Regions from separate parts of the Mus musculus genome. Here regions 1, 3 and 4 are each linked to region 2. A link is a contact called in public promoter capture Hi-C data. All regions are on one chromosome and are shown on one strand. The core of a region is the stretch at or near the end of the contact, and the rest is flanking DNA. Distances in the headings are between cores, read along the strand shown.

The links. Promoter capture Hi-C pulls out the DNA fragments that hold promoters and counts their contacts. Capture Hi-C pulls out chosen DNA fragments and counts their contacts.
Region 1: a promoter capture Hi-C map of adipose tissue shows a contact between it and region 2, with 4 times the contacts expected there. The contact joins the promoter of Bmper here to the promoter of Rp9 in region 2. A contact is called at or near these places in 6 of 39 promoter capture datasets (the 3T3-L1 cell line, 3T3-L1-derived adipocytes, cranial neural crest and 3 more), 6 of 115 datasets of contacts at active chromatin or transcription factors (embryonic forebrain, embryonic hindbrain, embryonic stem cells and 3 more) and 2 of 9 other capture datasets (adipose tissue and macrophages).
Region 3: a promoter capture Hi-C map of neural stem cells shows a contact between it and region 2. The contact joins the enhancer-like site here to the promoter of Rp9 in region 2. A contact is called at or near these places in 3 of 39 promoter capture datasets (embryonic stem cells, hippocampal neurons and neural stem cells), 2 of 115 datasets of contacts at active chromatin or transcription factors (astrocytes and forebrain) and 1 of 9 other capture datasets (liver).
Region 4: a promoter capture Hi-C map of neural stem cells shows a contact between it and region 2. The contact joins the enhancer-like site here to the promoter of Rp9 in region 2. A contact is called at or near these places in 5 of 39 promoter capture datasets (the 3T3-L1 cell line, cranial neural crest, liver and 1 more) and 1 of 115 datasets of contacts at active chromatin or transcription factors (astrocytes).

The regions. Positions count from the first base shown.
Region 1 is chr9:23,220,697-23,224,467 of GRCm38.p6, reverse strand. It overlaps Bmper (BMP-binding endothelial regulator), which reads right to left and starts at 1,392. Exons shown (of 15, transcript NM_028472.2): 1 at 695-1,392. The coding sequence starts at 827.
Region 2 is chr9:22,466,239-22,469,752 of GRCm38.p6, reverse strand. Rp9 (retinitis pigmentosa 9 (human)) reads left to right here and starts at 1,397. Exons shown (of 6, transcript NM_018739.2): 1 at 1,397-1,679. The coding sequence starts at 1,552.
Region 3 is chr9:23,248,894-23,252,431 of GRCm38.p6, reverse strand. All of the region lies in intron 2 of Bmper (BMP-binding endothelial regulator), which reads right to left. Among named protein-coding and RNA genes, the nearest start is that of Bmper, 28 kb to the right of the region's middle. Within about 2 kb of position 2,206, at least 20 of the 459 cell types and tissues checked have an H3K27ac peak or open chromatin away from gene starts, as enhancers often do. A contact at or near this core is called in neural stem cells, where this site is marked.
Region 4 is chr9:23,378,288-23,381,549 of GRCm38.p6, reverse strand. Bmper (BMP-binding endothelial regulator) reads right to left here. Exons shown (of 15, transcript NM_028472.2): 11 at 76-121. Among named protein-coding and RNA genes, the nearest start is that of Bmper, 160 kb to the right of the region's middle. Within about 2 kb of position 1,584, at least 75 of the 459 cell types and tissues checked have an H3K27ac peak or open chromatin away from gene starts, as enhancers often do. A contact at or near this core is called in astrocytes and neural stem cells, where this site is marked.

The sequences.
Region 1 (3,771 bases), core at 143-2,642, 750 kb before region 2:
TAGGGAAGATTTTAAATTTGAACGAAATTCAGGACTGTGTCAAAGAACGGGCCTTTCAGGTGGATCTGCCAACTGTTGTGGGTTGAAATGCAATCACTTTTTGAAGCGCAATCTCTTTCCTCTTTAAAATATTCTCTTTTCTGCACCAGGTGTCAGTAAAGCATGTCCTTCAAAATAGAAGCCGAGGTCTTCACCTGCCTGAAAACCTGTAATTATCATATCATGCTATTAGTAACCTTTAAAAATAAGATCGCTTCTTTACATTCAAGGTCTGGAAAGTCATGTTTTAAAGATGCTGCCTAGCACCGTGGATTTATTGGAATCCTATGGTGTTGAGAAAAGAGGATGTGCGGGAAACGGCGCGGTCTTTTCCTTAATTGCACAAGAGTGGCTACGATTAAAACAAGGATTGGGGAAAAAAGATTAAATATAAATCAAGGAATTTCCCAACTTCATATAGCAGGGTGCCTATTAGCACTCTGTCAAAGGTAGCAGTCTCTCAGTCCCCCATCTCTCTACCTCTTCATAGCCTTCCCATCCCTTTTCTCTAGGCTTCTCCGCATCCCCACCGCCCGCGAGAGTCAGGCAAGGTGCGCGTTCCTCGTCCTCTCATCCCCGGTCTGCCAGTGCCTCTTCTCCCAAGAAACCACCCAGAGTCCCGGAGGACTGGTCCCTCCCGCCCCCACCCCCCTACCTGTCAGGAAGGAGGAAGCCAGAGACATGGGGACCCCGGAGCAATTGAGCAGCAGCAAGACGCAGCAGGTAATCCCAGGCGAGCGTCGGCAAGGACGCTCAGCCAGAGCCCTGACGCTGAAGAACCAGAGCATCGTCACCTGGAGGGAATCCCGGGCGACTGCAGGTCCCGCGTCGCCGCCTCTGCTCGGCAGCCGCTGCTCGCAGTCAAAAGGGCTGTGGGCCGGCGTGCCGGGAGACAGTCGGCTGAGGGAGGCGGGCGCCCGGAGCGGCGGGGGAGGAGTGGGGGCGCCCCGGGAGGAGGGGTCCTGCGGCCAGCCTCGGCCAATGCGGCGGCTTTTTTCTAAGGGAGTTGCTCTCAGCGGGTTAGCCGTCAGCCCCTCCGCGCCAGAGCTGGGCCGGGAGGAGGGGTGGCTGAGCGGCGGGATCTGGGGAGCGGCGGCGGCGACTGCCGAGTGCGCTCGCAGCTCTGGAGCCCGGCTGAGCTCCGGCTCCCGCACGCGCAGCTCCGGCCCGGCCCCCGAGCGCGGTGTCCGGCCCGCGCGCTTGCTCCGTGCGGGACCGAGGGGCGTACTAGGCTCTGCGCGGAATCCGCAGGGTCGCACGAGGGACTACGATCCTGGCGCCGGAGCTATGCCGGCTCAGAAGCGACAGCGGCGCACGCGAACGCCCAGCCAGGCGGTCTAGCCCAGCCCCGGCCACCGGCCCCGGGGCGCTGCCGGAGCCTGGAAGGCGCGTCTCCAGCGCCCTGCGCACCGCCTCCTCCCGCGCAGAGGAGCCGCCCCCAGCAGGGATGCCACTACCCGCTAGCGCCCGGAGCAGAAGACCCGGCGCTTCCCGCTGCCCCAGCTTCGGAAGGAGCCACGGATCGAATGCAGGAGGGTCCCTCAACTTTCCACAGCCCTTTGACTCCCTCGGGCAAAGGCGGGGGACTCACGAGGCTGAGGGGACAGAGGGACGAGTGACCTTGGAGATCAGGTTCCTGTGCTTATGCCTCTGTGGGCCTGACATTAGGGAGGACAGAAGTTGGAGCGACAGAAAGGGTCGGCTAATGCACGCACAACGGCCAGAGCCTTTCTCCCTTAAAGCGTGGATCGGTGGCTCAGACTCCGCCCTTCCCAGCCGGAGCTGCCCGGGCCAGGGAGGTGCGTTAGACTAATCATTCATTCACTCGCGGGCCAGGGAGGGACCGCTGCCGCTAATCTCCACGCAGGCCGCCTTCGCGGCGGCCGCCCAGCAGGGCACGCGGTGGCAGCCGCTACCCTGCAGCGTTTCTTGCTTGGGCGGCCCTGATGTCCCCCAGTCTCGGTCTTTGATCCCCTCGCCCCGCCACCCGGTACCCGCTGAGTCCCAGCATCCCTCCCACGTCCTGCCCCCCCCACACACACACACACCCGCCCTACACGCACCCGCCAAGCAGTGCCTGGCTCTACTCAAAAGGGGTGCTAATCTAGAAAAGAGAATTTTTATAACTACATTGGGAAGGTGCCAGGTGAGAGTGAAAGGTGCTTGGAACCAATGATCAGCTAGCCTTCTTTGGAGCCTACTGTGATCACATGCTCCCACCCACACGAAGAACAGCCAGCCAGCAGGTGCCCACCCCACATTAGTTCCTGAAGCGCCTTGTGGATCCAAACTCTAATTGCTGACAAGCCTAGTTTTCCCCTAGTCTCTGGCCAGTTTTAGGTAGCATTTGTAGCTGTAGTGAGAAACTCCTTTGACAGTCCTCAGATACACTCCTCTAATGTCACCACATTTACCTGCCCCTGCCTGCCATCCGCATGCTCATTTGTTTTTTTCTAGAGATTTAAAGGGTGCTTTTAGTGAGTGCATCGTGGCCAACATCCCAACACAAGGACCACATCTCTGTGACGTGGACAAGTGGGAGGAAGGAACGCTGTCATTAGCTTAGCATGCTCCATTTCCCTCTCAAAACAGATTTTGTGTAAAATTTAAATTAAAAGAGACAAGAGACAATGTGGTTACATGTTTCCCCCAAATAACACCATGGCTAGATGCCTTGAAAGTCAAAGTGTTGATTGAATGTTTCGCTGACTCCCTGAGTCTACAGAAATGTCAAACTGTATACACAGAGAGAGAGAGAGACAGAGACAGAGTTTTACTTCCCATAAGAACTAATTAGAAGAAAACCTAAAAGTTAAAAAATAATAATTGCCACAGAAAAGTACATTCAGTAGGAACCACTGTCCCTGCTCTCTAAAATGATTCTCCTTCAATAAAGTCTCTAGATAAATGTAACCTTTATAATTCAGGTAAGGAACATGAATTTTTGGAGATCCTAGGAGACCCAGTGTTCCCTCAGATGTCTGTAGACTTGGCTACATGTGCACTACAAAACTGCAAGACACCTGAAGAGCATGCCTGCCCCTCTGACTTGCCTCCCTTGGCCTGTCTCCTCAGTGTGCATGACTAATTTTTTTAGGGGGTGGGGACTTCTACCCTCTATGTGTGTGGCATTTCTACTATGGGTGGCTAGGGAAAAAAACGGGAAACCTTTTCACCAGCCTTGAAGTTGTGAATGAGAAGGTGGACAGAAGCCTCTGGAAACTCAGCTCTTCCTATATCACAGCTCACAGTGACCTCCATTTCAGAAAGAGCAAGCTATCCCCAAAGGCTCATCGGGGACTCCTGCAACCCCCATGCAACTATTGGTATTGTTACTCCAGAGTAGCAAACTCTCTCAGCTGCCAACTGGTCCCTAAGCCAAGCTGAGATATTCCAGGGTCACACAAGAAGAGATATGGGGGAAGGAAAGAGGGAAGACAAAGAGGAGGAAGAAGAAGAGAAGGAGGGGGAGGGGAAGGAGGAGGAACCTATCAAAGTCCCAAATATTGGCTGGAATCCAAAGGAGAAAAACAAGGTAGGGTAGGGATGTTTGCCTTGACTTCTGACATTGTTTATGGGTAAGGAGGTAATGGGGCCCAAACTCAGGGCCTAGCCTAGGCCCAGATCTGCAAAGTCTCAGTCCTTGCTCCATGAAATAAGCATGTGACCTGGCCACATGTAACAGGAGATATGTCTTAAGGCATTCTCACACCTCTCAAATCACAGCCTCAA
Region 2 (3,514 bases), core at 148-2,647:
CACCCCATCACAGTGGAGCAGTCACCTTCATGGGAAACAGATTGTCCCCTCAAGTAATGAGGTATATGTGACTACCTTGCAAGACAATGATTGAAATAACCAATCATAACATGGTTTGACCAATATTTAATTGTTGGTAGCTGATCCCTGCCTCAAATCTTCCCCTCCTTACATCCTAAAACCTCGTGCCAGTTATCTGGAAATAGGCTGTGAAACTCATCTCTATTTTCTCAGTGTGGGCCACAGTGATTAGTATCCTTTTGTTGCCCCTCCCGCACTGGGAGTCAGGCTCTGCTTATGGCTGGTAGAATTAGCAGCAGGTGGTGCACACCTTTAATCCAGGCACTTGGGAGGAAGAGGCAGGCGGATTTCTGAGTTCGAAGCCAGCCGGGTCTACAGAGTGAGTTCCAGGACAACCAGGGCTACACCCTGACTCGAAAAACCAAAATAATAATAATAATAATAATAATAATAATAATAATAATAATAATAATAAATAAATAAAACAAGCAAACAAAAAAGATTTAGCAGCACAGACCAGATTGAACTCATAGAGAACTGCCTGCCTCTGCTGAGTACCAAAATGCCAGCCTAATACCTTTCTTTCTTTTTCTCGGTCGTTCCTCTTTGCTACCTTTGGATAAGTGTAGAGACCTAACTTGGAACGCTCCGAGTGGAGCTTCCGGCCTGAGACACCGCTTATAGGAGCAAAGGAGGAAGAGCAAGTTTTAAAAAAGGATGCTCCTCTGCAGGATACTGTGTGTCTGCTTTTATTTTTTATTTGCATCACCAAAAATCTTGGTATAAAATATTATGAATATATTGGTCTGTGTTTTTACTACGAATTCGCATAGTCTGGGAAACTGAAGATTTTATAGAGAACGTTGTTTTCTTCCCAGAATGGATGAATCCATAGGTAACAAGTAGCAGCCAAAAGGCTTTTAGTTTAGAAGGCCATACTGCTTTTGCAGAGAACCAGAGTTCGGTTCCCAGCATAGGGTGGCTCATATAGCCCACAGTTCCAATTCTAGAGAGCCATCGTCCTCTTCTGAATTCTGGGCAACTACCGAACTCCACCCCTGCACCACCACCCCAAATATATACGTAGAAATAAAATCTTTTCTCTTTTTCCTTTGTAACAGGATCTCCCCAGGTCTCTGACTTTACTAGCTTGACCTCGTACTCACAGGTCAGTGTTTCTGCCTCCTGCGTGCTGATATTAAAGACCTTTGACACCTTGCCCACCCACAAATACTTAAAACCTTCATAATATAAAAAAAAAAAAAAAATAGAAAGCAACGAGTCGCAGAAGTGGGTGTGGCCTGCAGGCGACTTGGAGCACCCGGAAGCCCTCGGGCCCCGCCCGCCTTCGCCCCGCCCCGGCCCGCCCCGCCCCTCTCAGCTAAGGTTCCCGCAGGCCTCAGGGCCGCGGGGGCCTGGCTGCACGTTCCCTGTCGGCGTTCTGCGGCACGGGCCGGTGGGACGTTGGTGGGGTTGCGCTGCGGGGAGGAAGAGGCGACTTTCCACCTTCTAAGCCCGCCTCGGGTCGCGATGTCGTCCGGGGCCGGGTCTCGGCGGCCGCGGGAGCCGCCGGAGCACGAGCTGCAGCGGCGGCGGGAGCAGAAACGGCGGCGGCACGACGCGCAGCAGCTGCAGCAGCTCAAGCACCTGGAGTCCTTGTGAGTCGGCTGGGCCGGGTGCGGGCGGTGCGGGCCGCCGCCGACGGGTGGGCGTCGCGGCCTGGCGAGCCCCCGGCTCCCTCTGCTCGAGGGCGGCGGAAGGACGCGAGGAGGGAGGCCGGCCACTGTCCCCGCCACGGCGACCGTGGCAATGGCAGTTGACGCGTCCGGAAGCCGAGCTCGGAGCCCCTGGGGGTCGAAGGACGCCAGCCTCTGTCCACTACCACGGACGGCATCGGCGGGAAGCTCAGGGTGGAAACTGCGGGAGACGCGCGGGAAGGCAGCGGACCCGCAGCCGGGCCTGAGGGTGGAGCCCGATGACCTGCGACGACTGTAGTGTAGAGTCGCATGTAGGTGAGGGAAGGTGGCGGGCCTCCCGTCCACAAACTAAACCGAGGTAAAAGTCAGAACCGGGGAGGAGAGGTTTGGGGACGCTGAGCGTGGTGAGGACAGGACATTGTAGGAGACTGTAGAAGATGTTTGTTATGCAGACATTTCGTGTGTGTGTTTGAAGACAAGTTTCCCTGTGTGTATCTTATGCAAACAAGTCTCCGTGTGTGTGTGTGTGTGTGTGTGTGTGTGTGTGGTGTGTGTGTGTGTGTGTGTGCGCGCGCGCGCGCCTGCATATTACCTCACCTGCCCGCCACCTTTGATCATTTTATCTATGCTTGACACATCACTGGCACATTGTTTGTGTGTTATTTTCTTCTTTCAGTGATGGTGTTTCAGTATGGAGTTTTCCCTCTTATATGCCCACAACCCCAGGCATCCTGTTCGTGTCTAAGACAAGGAAGGGCTCATGAGCCTCCCACCTTAGACTAGAGCGCCCTCTTAAATTAAATTTCTCTACATGTGACCTCCTTCACCTAGGAAATTTTCACACTACTGCATGAGTATGGGTATGTAAAATAGGGGATACAAGTCAAACACTTACTGATAATAAGACATAAGGAAATGTGTTTAAAGCAGTTCTTATATATGCAGTTTTACCATTGATTAAAAACAAAAGCAAAATTGAATACTAATGAGATAGATTACTTGTTTATTTTTACACAATTTAATCTTGGCTGCATATTTGAATGATGAAGGATGTAGAACATCTTCAACATTTTTCAGAATGATTTTATATTTTGATTTTATAATTGTTGAAGCTTTCACACCACTGTCACTATGCATAAGTACATAGAATATACGATAATAGTAGGAGTATGTTTAGGGCCATTTCAGAAATTGTTGCAAATTTGATCCTAACCAAAAAAAAAAAAATTGAACATTTTTTAAAAAGATTTATTTAAGTACATGAGTACACTGTAGCTGTCTTTAGACAGACCAGAAGAGGACATCAGATTTCATTATGGATGGTTGTGAGCCACCATGTGGTTGCTGGGATTTGAACTCAGGACCTCTGGAAGAGCAGTCAGTGCTCTTATCCTCTGAGCCATCTCTCCAGCCCCTAATTGAACATTTTTTAAAAGATCTATTTATTATGAATATCTTGCCTGCACGTATGTACTTGCATCTCCTGCATGCCTGGTGCCCGATGAAGCCAGAAGACTTCATTGAACCCCTTGGGACTGGACTTGTAGTTGTGAGCAGCCATGTGGGTGCTGGGACCCAAACTTGGGCCCTCTGCCAGAGCAACAAGTACTCTTAACCACTGAGACATCTCTCCAGCACCACGGGACAGTTCTGTATGAAACGTAAGGCAGCAACATTAGCGGCATTTTTAAAATCAGATATTCTGGGCCAGCAAGATGGCAAAGCCCTGCTGCCAAGCCTGATAACCAGGGTTCAATGCCCAGGACCCACAGAGTAGAAGGCAGGAACAGACTCCT
Region 3 (3,538 bases), core at 957-3,456, 780 kb before region 2:
AGCCCTACCACTGCTGAGGAGCTCTTAAGGAAAGCTGCCTGTGCCTCCCACCCACTGCAGCGCTGATCTGAATGATGTAAAAAGGCTAAGTCGATAAAGCACAGCTGTAAGAGTGTCCTTGTGTCCAGTGAAGATGAGGCAGATGACGGAGCTGTCTAGAGCCTATGGAGACAGCAGACCAGGTGGCCTGGCTCCAAGCCCTCCAATTCTCCAGGTCTTCTCGTCCCAACGATGATGGTTAGTGATACATTTTTAAAATTTTAGGTATTATTGGCCATATTCCCACTGAAGGCAACAAGAGCACCTAACGGGTGCACGTGTATGCCTATGTACGTGTGCACTGCTTAAAATTACTAGCTGTGACTCCATTTGCCACGCGTGGATTCTACAACTCCTATTTTAGCGCAGACTCCCTCACCCCGGGAAGACTGGGACTGATATGAATATCGCAAGCAGAGATTCAGTCTCAAGTGCATTTATGAGTGCAGCAAACTTGGAGAAGGGTCCCCCTAAGACAGTGTCCTCTCTAAAAGGAGGAGTCCTCAGAGTTCAAACTTTCAGGACAGTCAGAGTGATGGGGAGAAGCAATGTGAGAGCGGGTGAGTGGGAAGGTGCGCATGTTCTTTAGAACTGCTGGCTGAATTAGAAAGCCAGAACAGAGTCAAAACCCACAACAGGATCCCAAGATTCACAATAAAGAGCATTTTAGCTGTTGTCCACCATGCACGGCATTCCAGGCAAATGGTTTGTACAGTCACATCTGAAGTTTTAAATATGTGTGGACAGACAGACAGACAGGCATGTATACCTAAGCTTTGGGTATATATTTAGGGGATACAATTTCCTTTCTGTTTACCCTTAGGATTTTTTACATCCTATTGGGGTCATGTTGGAACTGCCAGATCCCATCATTTTTGGAGTCTGTTTGGAATCTGGTTGGTGTGGATGTGAGGATGGGCTTAGAATCCCAGGCCCTTGAGGAAAGAAATAATAGAGCTGCAAGATCACCGTGGGGACCCTGCTTCCTCATCCCCTTAATTGAGCCTAACAGCTACATGGGAAATTCAGACACAGGTAATTAACACCACTTGCCTGGCTTCCTGGGCTTGGACAAGTCACAAAACCCCATATCCTGGAGACAGTGGCTCTGGCAAGGAGTGTTATACACAAAGCCCCGTGTTCAGGAGTCTGTCATCCTCACAGCACAGATCACAGCTGAGGCTAAGCGTGCGACTCATTCGGTTCGGGTTTTAACTCAGCAAACACTTTCTGATAGTGATTCACACATACTGCTCACTTCCTCTGATGATATTTAGACTCTGAGCTAAGGAAGATCACACAGAACTTCATCTTAGCCTGATTCTACAGATAAAGAAGTAAGGCTGGGACATGTCCCCACGGAGCAACAAACACAAGTGAGAGAGGTCTGGAACACTGATCTCTGCCATGCAAATGCTACCTACACTTCAGTACTTGGGTACATTGTGGGCATTCAGGATACAGAGTGAGAGAAAACAATATCCCGCTTGGGTCCTCCTAGTATATTTCCACATGTGAGACGAGTCCCGTTTCCAGCAGAATCACTCCAAGGACCAGCCTCAGAGTCATGGGACTGTTACAGACACTGTCTGCTTTGAGGAGACAAGAAATATGACTATGATCAGATATCAACAGGGCCAGGCCTATCACACCTCTGAAAAGGCAGACTGATACCCTAAGTTTTCCACAAATTCTAGGTGGGTTTGCAGAATCATGCATTCTAAGCAAACAGAAACAATGGCCAAAAGGCCATATTCACACAAGGAGAAGGTGAAAACATAATAACCTAGCCATCGTGTTTGCGATCACTTCATGGTTCTTTGCTTTCTCGGTCACCATGTCTCTGTGCTTACCATCTCTAGGATCAGCCAGCTGGGGAGGTAAGTCTGAACCAGTGTCTCCTTTCAGAAAGATGGACCACAGACACCTTAATATCAACAAATGCTTCCCCCCCCCAAAAAAAATCATAGCCTTGAAATGCACCCTCAACAACTTGTTAACATGCAAAAAGTAAGGGGGTGGTATAGAGAGTTTAAAAAAAAATTACATGTCTGGCAAGAAAACTCCATAAGGACGCCAGCCAAACCACAGCTCCAGCAGAAGCCAAGTACAGACAGGATGACAGCAGCCAGCTTGCTGAGTCTGACACTTGCCGCCAGATGGCAGCACGGAGCTCCCCGGCCTTAGGAGTTGCAGCCTTGAGCCTGCCTCCTGCCTACAGAACTGTCTCCTGTCTGGAGAGAGTGGGATCATGAGTACTGAAGACAACTAAGCACCAACATGAAATGATTCTAGTTGCTTCCACACATGGAAAGGAGAAATTCCGTGGAGATGCTCTTGAATATTTCCACAAGTGTCCTGAAGATATTTTTTTTCCAAAACACTTTTCAAGAACCAATCCTATTATAGACTGTAGAAACTATTATCCCATGTTTTATCTATGTTAAAAAAAATAATAACAATAAACTGAAGATAGGAACTCAGCAGCCAATATAGTGGCAGAGGTGGAAGCAAGACTATTGCTGGCAGACAGTATGATTAAACCACGAAACAGTATCACAAATGTCCTACAATATGGCTGATGTGCCATACTAGAGATATCACACTGCACAAGTCTCTCCTGGAAGAACCCTCAGTTTCCTTCTGTTCTGGTCCCTGTGAAAGCAAGATCTTCCCCAAAGACACACCACTGGCCCTGCACAAAGATGCTAATTCAAACAGCCAGATCCTTTTTCAGAAGACTAGGAAGACGGTGGAGTTGTGGTCCCCGACCCGCCACCACCACCAAATGATGTCAATAGAGCACATGGGTCAATGAGTACTGTTGGAGAGGATAAACAGCTCAGAGTGGCTCTGTCCTAGGTTAGGACTCCCTCCTAGACGTATGCTCACATCCCTCTGCCATTTCATCACGATAATCTAACTTGGGGAAGGGACTTATAGAAAAGCCTTCAAACATCCCCATCCGAATGCAAACATCCAGAAGAGCAGACACACATCCATCCCCAATGCCTCCCCCATCCAGATGCAAACATCCAGGGTGAAGACATGCATCTATCTCCAATGCCTCCCCCATCCAGATGCAAACATCCAGGGTGAAGACATGCATCTATCTCCAATGCCTCCAGGCCCTCTATTTTCAGCTGCTAGAGAAAAGCACTTGTCCATAACCCTGGCAACTGTGAGAGATGAAGCAGTTCTCTCATGGCTCACTCCACTCCATTCTGTGGAACAGGGATAAATTCGAGCTTCAAGCATCTTATCTGCAAAAAGGATATTGGAAAGAATTCCCTGCAGATTAGAAGCCGTGGAAATGGGTGAGGATCATGGGACACTCTGACCCTGCAGACGATTCCTAAAGGCCTTATCTAAAGCACACGTGGTGGTGTTTCACATATGCAGTCTCAAAACTGCTCAGACAGGAATTCATTCTTAGGAATATGGATGGTTTTTGCCAGGTTTTCTGAGGAAGGAGACCACGAAAAACCGATCCAACATC
Region 4 (3,262 bases), core at 335-2,834, 910 kb before region 2:
TACACCAGGTCTCCCTGATCATCACAAAACATTAAACAAATATTATGAGTACATTTTCCCAGAGAAAGAACTTACTTTCAGTGCAGATAGGACAGCATCCTTTCCTGTTGAGAATTTTACCCTGGTCAGGAGGGAAAAAAAGAAACCAAAAATTTAATGTTAAGAGACGGTCTGCTGAGGAGAAATCTCTTTTTCAAAGTATAACACCAGATAAACCAATGAAATCACCCCAAATTGCACTTGAACTGGACGGTCTGAATGGTGGTGAAATGCATCAGGTGTCCAGGCCAGGCAAGATCACTCCAGAAGTTTTCCTGGTTTTGTCCTCTTAGAAACAGAATACCTCAAAGTATGGTGTGATTTTTCTCATGAAGGAAGAGGGAGACAGGCTGGACACAGCTCTCTCATTGATAGTCAAGCCAAGTGCATACACACACAACTGGAAACCATTGACACTCTGTCCATACCATCAGGACCTTCTTCCTGCTGTTGCTCTGAAAAGCTCTCTGGTACCCTGCAACCCAAGCTGAAAGCGCTCCCTCACATGCTCCAGACATGTTATAGCACAGATCAGATTCAGTCAAGCTTCCTCCTCTGCAGCATCAGGCATGCTAACTCATTGTTATACAATCAAAGCAAAAAGCAACGGACTCTATAGAACTGAATCATTTTGTCTCTCTGCTCTCGAAATACACTGCCATTTCCTAGTCAAATATCTTTTCACTTTTTAAAGAAGAACACATATTCTCCAGACCTGTACCAGAGAATGGTCTTTCTTTATCTCTGACTCAGTGATTCATCACAGGGAAAAGGAAATGTAGCAGAAGCTGATGAACACTTCAGGAACAACACTTTCTGCATGACCTAACAGCGGGTTGCTCAGGAGGACTTAATGAGCCAATCCCTTAAGGCTTAATGATATGATAGTCATTGTTACCAAGAAGTGCGAAATCGTTCTGAGCTGAGGATTTCCCCTTCCATGGGTGAAGAAACTTGTGTCAGTAACATAGCATGATAGAAACAGAAAGTTAACTTCATTTTATGTGACACTGCAGGCCATGTTCTTTTACTACAGATTTTTTTTTAAGCCACAGTTCTTCGAGACATGTATTTTCAACTGTCTGCAGGACAGACTGTGGTACGTGCCTCATGCTTCCTCTCATTTGAAATTCACAATGACACTCTGAGGACATGTGACCTCATCCCCCTTTCCACAGAGAACAAAGGAAGCAAAGTGCACTAAGATGTGGCCCAAGCCCAGGACAAAGACCCAGAGCCCAGTCTCTGCTCACCACTGGTGAGTGGTTTGCAGAGCAGATTTGAATATTTCAAAAGAAATAATCACACTAGCTTTTCAAATGACATTTTGCTACCAAAGAACTAAAGCCATGTCTCATTCATTTCTTGCACCAATTAATCCTCCTATGACATACTAAACTCTACATGCCATAGATAATGCTAAGACCCTTAATTACAGTTCTTCATGTTGTGGTGGCCCCCAACTATAAAAGTTTTTCTTGCTACTTCATAACTGTAATTTTGCTATTGTTATGAATCATAATATAAATATTTGATATGCATAGTATCTGGTATATAATCCCTGTGAAAGGGTCATTCAACCCCACCCCCATTTCAAAGAGATCTTGACCCACAGGCTGAGAATTTATGCCAAAGGGTATCTCGTTTAATTCCTCAAGGACAAAACCAAAGATCATCCAAGCTCCATGGAATGATTTCCACAGAGGCTCAGACAAGGCAGGTTGCCCCATTGGAATGGTGTGAGTTAAAGCTATGTTTCTAATCAAAGGAGACTGGGAGATTCCCCGCAGCTATATCTCACCAGACACAGCCATTTCCCTTGTTCAGTAAAGCTGCTCCTGTTAGTAAATAGGTGAGAGAAAAAAATAAAGTACAGACTGTGAGGTCAGAGAGCCTGGGCTGTCTGGATGATCTGTAGCCTCATCTGGAAGAAGGGTCTATTTAGCACCTACCTCAGTGGACAGTCTCAGGGGAGTGAGCTTATTTCTGTGACCAGAGAAATGGCTTCAATATAAACTCATGATATCTATCTAAGAAACAGTGTACTGAGAGTCCCACCCCCCAGAGCTTTGGAAATTACCTAGGAGGGCAAATAGTGACTATAACCATAGGCTCCTTCTGAAAAGGGGAGGGGGTAGGTTTTAACTGGAAAGGTTACAGTGTGTGGGGGTTGCACAAAGACCTTCTAGTTTTTCTAATTTTCTTTTTAAAATTTCCCTAATCAATGTAGGGAAGGAGAAATAAACTGCTAAGCTGCTGTCTTTTCTTTTTAAGGTATTTCATGGTAGAGCTAAACTATCTTCCAAAGACCTTGTGCTGGCCTCTGAGAAGGGGAAGTGTGAGGGGGGAAACCAAGTTGGAAAGATGCCTAGAAACAGAAAGGTGGTCCTGGAGGGCCTAGCCAAGTCAGGGCACTGAGAAGCAAGGGCAGAGGGGGCAGGGCTGGGGGCTGGGCAGAGGCCTTCCTGGGAGGGACGGACATGCCTGGCCTGAGTGTAGCACACCCAGTAAGATCACTAGGGAGAAGCAGGCAACATAAGGAGCTGTGACCTCCCAGCAGAAACCACCGACCCAGCTACAAGTGGCAGAGCAGAAGCTAAGCTGCAAACCCCGCAGTGGCCTGCTGAGGCGAGTTACTCCAGCCACCAGGTTGGCACCACTTCTCGGTTTTGTCTTGTAGAATAAGGAAGCCCATTATTACTAACATGTGCTGGGAGAGTTCATTAGCACTGAGGGTTCCCCGAGGACTGGCAGAAATGATGTGATTCCATTTTTCCCAATGAATATTTATAAGCAGCCCAAGATCAAGTCTGCTTATTGTACCTACTTTTTTTTTCTTTTATGGGAAGTTTTCAGTTTTATGTCTGAGGCTTTTTAAAGCAAGACTAATTAGGGGATTTTTTTCCCTTTTCTCCCCCCTCCCCACCAATTCAGTTGTGCAACGGCAACAGCTGTTGTTTTTTTGTGCCTCATTTGGCACTCAAGTAAAAACAGCAACTTTTTGTTTATAATAATAGCAGATGTGAATAAAATTAAAAGCTTTCTATAACGGAGAATAGAGGACATGCTCTGAATATATGGATATGTTTTCTTCATTCACTGGAAGGTACTAAATAGGTTTGACATTTTCTCAAAACGTACAAAGCCTTGAAAGGTTTCAAGTTGCTGAGGTGAATTCAATGGAGCCCATGCTTCCGAAGATAATGGTGGCTTTATTCAAGCC